Linked DNA regions of Mus musculus: regions 2 and 3 are each linked to region 1. Evidence: chromatin contacts called from public Hi-C data. All regions are on one chromosome and are shown on one strand. Each heading gives the region's core, a stretch centred on a gene start, on an enhancer-like site or on the middle of the called end of the contact. The rest is flanking DNA. Distances are from core to core; before and after follow the strand shown. Region 1 holds the start of 4930555A03Rik (RIKEN cDNA 4930555A03 gene). Region 2 has its middle 71 kb from the start of Adgrl4. Region 3 has its middle 19 kb from the start of Adgrl4.

Region 1 (3,003 bases), core at 293-2,792:
GCTACTTGGGGCCTAGTATTTTTAAGGCTATTAGCTATCCCAGTCATTTAGATTTTCCCTGTCCAGCCACCTGTGGGGAAATATGTGAGAACAGAGTGAAGCTGATGGACTCATGTGGAGAATGGATTTCTTAATATTACTAAAGTTTCAAACATTGTAATAGAATAAGACCATGGAAACATTCTGGGAACCTAGAAAGAGTTGGAGGAAACAGTAGTTTATGTTTTAGGACTATTAAAAGAAATATCATTTATAGACTTTTAGCAAAAGATTGACATCTGTGAGAGAAAATATGTCCGGATTCAGGCAGAGAGACAAACAGCAGGAAAAGATCTCACTTGTTATTTCCACAAAGCAGCTTTTTAAAAGGGAAACGATTTCCTTAGATTTTAAGAGGTGTCTTGGGCCACCATCGGATGAAGCATTTCGTTATCTTCCCGAGGGGCATTTTATCATCTGAACCTTCAGCCTCAGACCCCATTTCCTGCTTCTCTCAAGTTGGGCTAGAAGGTCACTGTGCTCAGCTGTCCCTCTGTGGTTTAAAGGGCAAGTGGCCATTAATACCTCTTCACGTTCAAAGCATTACTAGTCCTGTTCCAGGTGGGAAACGCCACTGAACCTTTCAGTCCGTTTTACAAATGTGGAGAGTTCTCAGGGGTTACTTTGGTCCGACAGTAACTGCAATGGCAACTTTTAACTTTGGCAGTTGAAATCGGTTGGAATTGACTGGAGGCCTGCAGACACCCTACTCCATGCCTATAAAGACGACTTCTCTAGGACAACGTGGGACAATTCTGAGGAATTACTCTGCTTGGTAGTCTGAAGGCTGCTCTGGAGGATGAGAAATAGGAAATTAGCTCACATGGTTAAACACACACACCAAGGGAGAAATCTGTTCATTTGCCGTCCCCTTTAGAATTCACCTGCCTTTAAAGGGCAACCTCAGAGCTTCACCAGTTTGTGTTAGAAGAGGGTAGGAGAAAACTGGCTAAAGTCAACTTTACGTCTGCAATTCGGCCTCCCCAGTGTGATACTGCCTTGTACGTTTTTCAAAACCTTATTTTTAAATATTCAAACCACCCTGAGAGTATTAATTAAAGAATATCTGGATTTGCTCTGGCATACTTTAAAAGGAATAGTAAGACAGACAGTTATCTTCTAAAAGAGCAGAGTAACAATGGTGACAGCTGGCCTTCTGTGATCTCTGGTGAGTCAGAGGCCCTCAGACTACGGTCCCCCCCACCCCCTTTGCGGCCTGTTCTCTTTCTGTTTGTGAGGGAGCAGCTTGCTCTCACACCAGGATCTTGCTTCCTGGCATTGAAAAAGCAATCTGAAAATTTGTGCTTGACTCATAAAGGCTGAGCCTTAAATACAATCAGTCTCTTTTGAAGTATTAAATATTGTCTCGCTTTACCTTCTTCGGAGCGACGGCTTCTGAGCCAGATACAGGGCACGCTGTGAGTGTGTGCGTTCAGGTCAGAGGGGCTTTGGAACAAAAGCCTTCTGCCCTGAGCTCACCCCATGCGCCCTCCTCCTGGAACTGACGCACTGCATGGTGGGACAGAGCTGCTTCCTCTCGACTCTTACCCAGCTGCTCAGAGTAAGGCAAACTCCTTAGGAAAGTGGAAGTTGATTCTGACATTTCACCCAGATGTTGATTAATGCTAAAACACTACAAATAACAATGTTTAATCACAGCTTTCAAGTAGCAATATAAATATAACAAGGCCTGACCTTTGGAGAAAGGAGAAAGAAATACTTTGACCTTTGCAGTGTGTAATTCTTACCTTTTATGAAAGAGTCAAACCTTTAATATGTGTTGTGAGTGGTAGGTACCAGTCCACAGTAACTGTCTTTGAGGTTATCTGCATAGAAATACCAAAGGACCAGGGAGATAGCTTACCAGGTGACATGACTGCTGTACAAACCTGGTGACCAGATACCCCATAAAGATGGAAAGAGAGGAAGACTCCACTGGCTTCTAAATAAGGCATGGTTCGTGTGCCTGCAGGCATTGTATAACCAGATACACGGGAACATAGACATGCAAATAATAAACATTAATAAAACTGCCACGGAATCATCCTTGTAGCAACAAATCTAAACACAGCAACGTGTTGAGTAGCATGGATTAAACAATCTGGTATCTACTAAGAACCACATCAAATGCCCTGATAAGAGTTGTTTTGATTCAGAAAACACCAAACATAATTTATCTGGTATAGAACTAATTAAATAATTCAGTGTGAATTTTACTTCTAAGGCAGACGGCTGCGATTCAGCTTCAGAATATACTGTTCTGACAATAGTTTTCAAAATCTTAAACAAATAAACATTAGAAAGAAAGCGATGTGTCATGGCTTCTCACCTTTCTTCTGTCGGTTCTTGGTCTCTAACCACCCAGGCCTGCTGATGCAGTAATCTCTATCAAGAACCTAATTCATGAAAAATTCTAAAAAAAAGGAAGCAGATGTTTTTTCCTCTTTGAGTACTCAGCAATAAACTCTATAAGAAATGCATATGAAAATAATTAATTTTTCATCTATAAAATGGCAATAAATATGGTATAGTTATTTGATGTTCCTCTTTATAATATACTTTAAAAAGTGATCTGAAGTCTTTATTAATCAGCCTTAATATAATTCATGAATATAGACATTATAATACATTTTACTTCAAAATGTAAGTCAAAGTTTGAGGAACATAAAATATGATACACATACATATTATACATAAACATTTCTTAACATGAATCTTTCAAAAGCAGCCTCTGAAGTAGCATCATATAGCTCATCTCTGCAACGTTGGCTTCCTTGTGTTCAGTTATAGATGATGACAATCCAACACTGTTAAACCTACTTTATTCAATTACTTAAAGTTAGATAAGAGATTGGTATATACATCACTTGGCAAATGTCAGTCAGTCACATACCAAGCAGAAGGTGGCTCTGGAGAAACTGTCAACACCATGGTAGGGGCTGAGGATATACGGTAGTCATAGAA
Region 2 (2,795 bases), core at 211-2,710, 72 kb before region 1:
GGTGGCTCACCAATGAAGAGCATTTGCTGCTGCAAAGGAGCTAGGTTTATGTTTCAGTTCCAAAAAGGACAGCCATGTGTGACTCCAGCCACAGGGGATCTGACTTCCTTTTCCAGCCTCTGTGAGCACTGCACACACTTGGTGTGCACACATATATACTGGGTAAATATGAAAACAATATTTTGAAATATAAAATGCATAGTTTTCATGTGTGGCATGTGTGTGTGTGTGTGTGTGTGTGTGCATGTCTGATACTCATTTCATCGTTAGAATTCATTTCACTCATACTTGCATTGTGGATACAAAAAAAAAGATATTTTCCAGATTTTCCAGATGTGTTTCTCCTAGGACCTGTCCCCATCCAATTCTGCTTTGTGGGTTTGGTTGACTCCACTTGGAAGACATAACTACTAAGGATCTGTGGAGATCAACTCGTGCAATATGAGTTGGAATTAGTTGCCTCTAGATAATGCATCTGACTATTAATGGATAGAGAGATGTCTGCTCACGAACTAGCATTAACAAAGCACAGGACAAGGTTATTTATTTAAAAAGCAGTATTATGAGCATGAAGTTCTTCATTTACCATAAATACACAGTGTGATTATATAAATGTTATCTATCATCTATCTAATCTATCTATCAATCATCTATCCATGTGTATGTGCATATCCTCTCTCATAAATATAGGAATTTAATTGAAGAATATACTTTCCAAAACCTGCAGAGAAACAGATTTTTTTAATCCTGATTTTCTATTTTATTTCTTCTCCTTTCTCCCATTCTCAGTCTGCTCTCACCCATTGCTGTGACTCATATTCCTATGTGTGCATTGCTCCCAACCATATTCCTATGTGTGCATCTCCCCCTACCACAAGCCCCGCCCCCCACCATCAGCCATTCTTAGTCTATCATCATCTGTTGGCAATCACACAAAAACCTTGGCTCTTGATTATTTCACAGTGGACCCTTCTTACATAAACTTCCCACAGCCTGGTCCTTCCCTTGATGGCAGTGTGAAGCACTCCATGTCCATTGCCGCTCGGCAAGAGTGTGTAGAATAGCCCAGTCACCTTGCATAAAAAGCACTTAGCTGTACTCCTCATTGGTGTTCTTGGCAGAAGGCAAGGGGTCATTGGAGAGGATCCTAAGTAGTAAATTTGGCTACATGGCATACCCCTCTCTGAGCACTGCAATGAGGACTGAGCAAACTGTCTCTTCTCAAAGTGCAGAAACGTTTTAACTTGTTTTGAGACCATTATTCCAATAATTAATTAATTAATTAATGCATGTTGGCTCAGGTGTGTGGACCCCCTCCACATTTTTTGGCAGCGTCCTGTGCTCTCTTTCTCGGCATGCATACTTAGCTGGACCCTGGCAGACCTCTTTTGGAATAACCCTGCTGTAGGAAGAGGTTCAATTAACATAATTCAGCCTGGCAGTACTGCAAGGCATCTGGAAGCCGAAATCCCCTCAAAGGCCAGACTGTTCGGCATCCTCAGTCTCACTTCTGGCTCCTGCAGGGCAGGGAAGAAGCCCTTCTGTCCTAAGCTGTGGGGGGCCTGTCTCATGCTTGCTTTCTGTGTGTGAGATCCATACTTCTGGCAATCTGGCCTCTCCCTAGGTTCTTTGCTCCAGTCCAGTAATGGATTTTTTTCCTCTGGTGCTCTCTCAGCAGAATGAGCCAACCCCTCAATTACCTCGAAGTTGGAAACAGACATCCCTGTTTGTGTCTATTTTCTGCTTCTTTGTCTTTCTCAAGTGGAAAAACTGCAGTAACAACAAAAGCCTGTTGTTCCCATTGGAGGGCACCAGGAAGCCCACCATCCTCCCCGACTGAACTTGCCTATGTCCTCAGCAAGAGACCCGATACATTCTCCATAATTTATGTTTACATGGAAATATTGTCCCTTCCTTTCCTTCGAACAAACGATGCGATCTCCTAGAAATGAAAGACAGCAATTATCAGCAGAGAGCGACAGCGTTCTTCCATGCATTTAAGCTTCCAGGAAGTACAGAAAAGCTAGGCCAGATAATACACCTGCGGAGAGATCTGTGTCGTGTCCTCTAGAATTTAAATTGCATTTAGAAATAAGTAAGGAAAATGAAGAACGTGCTGTGGGAATGCTACTGAAAACATCCAGTGTCGATGGGAACGTATAGGAAACCAGTTGATATTATGAAACAGGGATGGGAGATGCTTCGGAGGGTAAGAGTGCTTGCTGTATAAGCGGGGGGGGGGGGGGGGGGTGCGGGGGGGGGGAGGCCAGGGGTGCAGGGGGCTGAGTTCAAATCCATAACACCCACTTGAAGTGGAGTGATGCTTCATGCCTGTAACCTCAACAAGAATATCCCTGAAACTTGGTCTAGCTTGAGAGAGAGATGCTGACTCCAGGAAATAAAATGACAGTAACAGAGTAGTACGCTTGAGGGCTACTCTGTTATAGGAGCAGTAGGGCTCTGCTGCCTTCAGTGCCTGCGTGCCTGTATGTGTGTGCTGTGCGTGCGCACGCATGCCTATACAACCCTTGAATTTATTTGTTCATAGTAAATACCATCGTTGCTATTTCACTCTAGTCTGATTAAATTAGCTGATAATTCCTTAAGGCTTTTATTTTCCTGGGACTGGAGAGATTGCATAGTGTGTAAGAATATGTCTTGTTGGAAGTATGAAGAATAGAGTTCGCATCCCTAGAACCTAGGCCAAAAGCTTGCGACCAGAGCCGGGTGTGGTGGCACACGCCTTTAATCCCAGCACTCGGGAGGCAGAGGCAAGCGGATTTCTGAGTTCGAGG
Region 3 (2,863 bases), core at 332-2,831, 120 kb before region 1:
AGTTGCTCACTTAGGATGAAATTTTATGACTAAATATTTCAGTGGAACTTTGAATTTGTATTCTCTCTGTATCTCTCTGTCTCTGTCTCTGTCTCTGTCTCTCTTGTCTCTCTGTCTCTCTCTCTCTCTCTCTCCCTCTCTCTCTCTGTATATGAAAGAGAGAGAGAGAGGCACAGAGAGACATACACAAAGAGACACAGACACACAGAAAGACAGACATACAGAGAGACGTACAGAAACTAAGACACACACACACACACTCACACACACAGCTTGTTAATTACAAAGCTAATTCCCCTTGCCTTGAAATATAGAATGTGAGTTATGAAGATATGAAGTTTGAACCATACTAGGAGATATGAAATTTGAACCATACTCAAGTTTAAGCGACTTTCCCAGAGTTTCTCGCATTTTCTCTCTTGAGTGGGAGAAACGGCAGCTCTGGCCACCTGGCACCCATATACCCAAACACTAAAATGGTGTCTGTTTGAGTGTGGCACTTCTCCCCTAACACTATCCAGTGTCCTGTGAGTAATCCATTCTTAACTGGAAGGGTTGGAACTTGGGTGGAGGTGGCTCTACCCTTCAGACCTCCTGTGTCTTGCTTCCTTGACTTCCACAGACTTTTATCTCTTGACATATTGAGGAGTTCTCAGAGGCGGAGGCAAGTTGTCTATCCTTCTCTTACAGGTACTGAACATTATGACTACACTGTATTCAAACTGCATGTTAATCGTCATACAGAAAACAGTGAGCTCCTGATGTTCAAGGTTCTTGTCCTTGTAGCTGAGGGCGGGGGAAGGGGGGAGAGGGGGTCTTCCAGGAGGAAGTCAGTGAATAAGAGTAGAGGGCAGCTCTGGATGGCTCCCTGGACTCACAAAGGCTCCCCTTAGGCTCTAAGGTTCACACTTCTCCACCTTCTAGCAACCTTCTTAGAAAGATTTGGACTTAAAAAAACACTTCAAATTGTTAGTAATGATTAATAAAAAATAAATAAGTAACATAATCAAACATAAATTATCTGTGTTTTAAATGTTTGTTTCTGGAAATTTGACATACTTGTTCCTAGAATGTGGATAAAAATGGTTGAAATTTTAGCAGTTGTTTAGGCAGTTGAATCAATACTTGCTACGAATTAGTCCAGTAATAAAAAAAAAAAAACATGTGAGCATATCAGTTGCAGTGCACAGGGCAGTCACTGCTGACTGGATCACGGCTCACCTCCCTGCCTCTAGCTCAGCCTGAAGCATTCTGAGCTCTGGATATTTCTTCATTCATTCAGTGTTAAGTGATGATATTCAGTTTCAAAATATTAAAGTCAGAAGTAAAAACGTCCCGCGGATGCATGCAGGTTGAAGGGCTTGTGCTTACATCTCTCAGGCAGCCATGCTTCACTCCTGCTAACTCACTTTGCAGTATGAGCTGCGGTTCTAATGCGTCTTCCTAAATCACTATCTTGTTCATGATAAATTGCCGTGATAAAAGCGCTTCATCTGGGGGAAGAAGTGACTATTCATTGTGCTAATGTGCCTAACATCTGTCATTTTCTCTCCCTAAATACTTTGTCACAGCAAGGGATATAAGCCTCACGGAGCAGGTCGGTAAAATACATTTTCATTTCAAGACTCGCTATATATGATGTAATTTGGAGGCTGAGATGATTAAGTCAGGTTTCTTCCCCCTTCCTTAACCAGAGAGTTAAGCTGACTAAGTATAGAAATGTCAAGGTCCATATTCCCTGATAAAATAACTGCTATTTCCAGGATTTATTCTAACTCAGATTTCAAGGATGGAGACTGATTCTTTTGTGCTCTTTCACACACACAGTTAAGTCATTCTTTGAGGTTGATAAGGACCACCTATTTTCTATTGACTCGGGGAAAGGGTATTTTTAGTAGATTAACAACACTGTCAGAGGAAACCTGGGTGGTGCCCTGTCAATTCAATTAACTGAAGACAGAGAGTTATTACAGAAAAGGAGGAAGCAGATATCAACTGTTGAAAAGACTTCTGCTTCACTCAGCATGGTGCACACACATGATATGCAACCAAACATATTTTAATAACTCGATGTTGGGAAATGAATGCCACAAATATTTTTGCTAAAAGAAAAGCTGTCATTATATTAAAAATATTTGGAAGGAAAATTACAAAAGAAATCATCCTTGTTAAAAGAGACACTCTCTCTCTCTCTCTCTCTCTCTCTCCCTCTCTCTCTCTCTCTCTCTCTCTCTTCCCTGTCAAATTAGGTATCCAAAAAGGCAGGAGTAATGCCACCATGATAGATCATATAAGGAAGGAGATAAAGTTCAGAATATAGTTTTTGTAAAATTAGTGTCCATGTGAATTGAGGGCTTTTACAGGACATTCTCACTTATCCATACACGCACTTTATCATCCTCAGTCACTCCTGTCCCTTCCCCCTCCCACGGAAAGTCCTTTCCAAGTTGGCCCCATGTTATTCTCATGACATTCATTGATGAATTTAAGCACCACTTACTTGTACTGGCTAATTTAATGTCAACTTGACACAAGCTAGGGTCATCAGAGTGGAAGGAACCTCAATATTAGAAAATATATTCAAAAGATCAGGCTATAGGTAAACTTGTAGGGCATTTTCTTAATTATTGATTGATGAAGAGGGCCTAGCCCATTGTGGGTAGGGCCATCCCTGGGCTGGTGGTCTTGGCTTCTTTAAGAAAGCAGGCTGAGCATGCCATGGAAAGCAAGCCAGTAAGCAGCACCCCTCCTTGGCCTCTGCATCAGCTGCTGCCTCCAGGTTCCTGCCCTGTTTTTGTTTCCAGTCTGACTTCCTTCAGTGATGAAGAGAGATATGGAAATGTAAGCCAAAGAAGTAAACCTT

Evidence for each region. Hi-C and Micro-C count contacts between places; a contact is called where the count stands out from the background.
Region 2: a contact with region 1 is called in a Hi-C map of cerebellum, with 1.8 times the contacts expected there. The contact joins the enhancer-like site here to the promoter of 4930555A03Rik in region 1. A contact is called at or near these places in 3 of 484 Hi-C or Micro-C datasets (cerebellum, cerebral cortex and long-term hematopoietic stem cells) and 2 of 115 datasets of contacts at active chromatin or transcription factors (heart atrium and neural progenitor cells).
Region 3: a contact with region 1 is called in a Hi-C map of LSK cells, with 1.9 times the contacts expected there. The contact joins the enhancer-like site here to the promoter of 4930555A03Rik in region 1. A contact is called at or near these places in 1 of 15 datasets of contacts at CTCF or cohesin (the NIH/3T3 cell line), 6 of 484 Hi-C or Micro-C datasets (LSK cells, cardiomyocytes, liver and 3 more) and 5 of 115 datasets of contacts at active chromatin or transcription factors (bone marrow-derived macrophages, cardiomyocytes, heart atrium and 2 more).

Annotation. Positions count from the first base shown.
Region 1 is chr3:151,292,701-151,295,703 of GRCm38.p6, reverse strand. It overlaps 4930555A03Rik (RIKEN cDNA 4930555A03 gene), which reads right to left and starts at 1,542. Exons shown (of 3, transcript NR_166406.1): 1 at 1,415-1,542; 2 at 565-831.
Region 2 is chr3:151,365,201-151,367,995 of GRCm38.p6, reverse strand. No RefSeq gene overlaps it. Among named protein-coding and RNA genes, the nearest start is that of Adgrl4, 71 kb to the left of the region's middle. Within about 2 kb of position 1,460, at least 22 of the 459 cell types and tissues checked have an H3K27ac peak or open chromatin away from gene starts, as enhancers often do. A contact at or near this core is called in cerebellum, where this site is marked.
Region 3 is chr3:151,416,954-151,419,816 of GRCm38.p6, reverse strand. No RefSeq gene overlaps it. Among named protein-coding and RNA genes, the nearest start is that of Adgrl4, 19 kb to the left of the region's middle. Within about 2 kb of position 1,581, at least 26 of the 459 cell types and tissues checked have an H3K27ac peak or open chromatin away from gene starts, as enhancers often do. A contact at or near this core is called in LSK cells and bone marrow-derived macrophages, where this site is marked.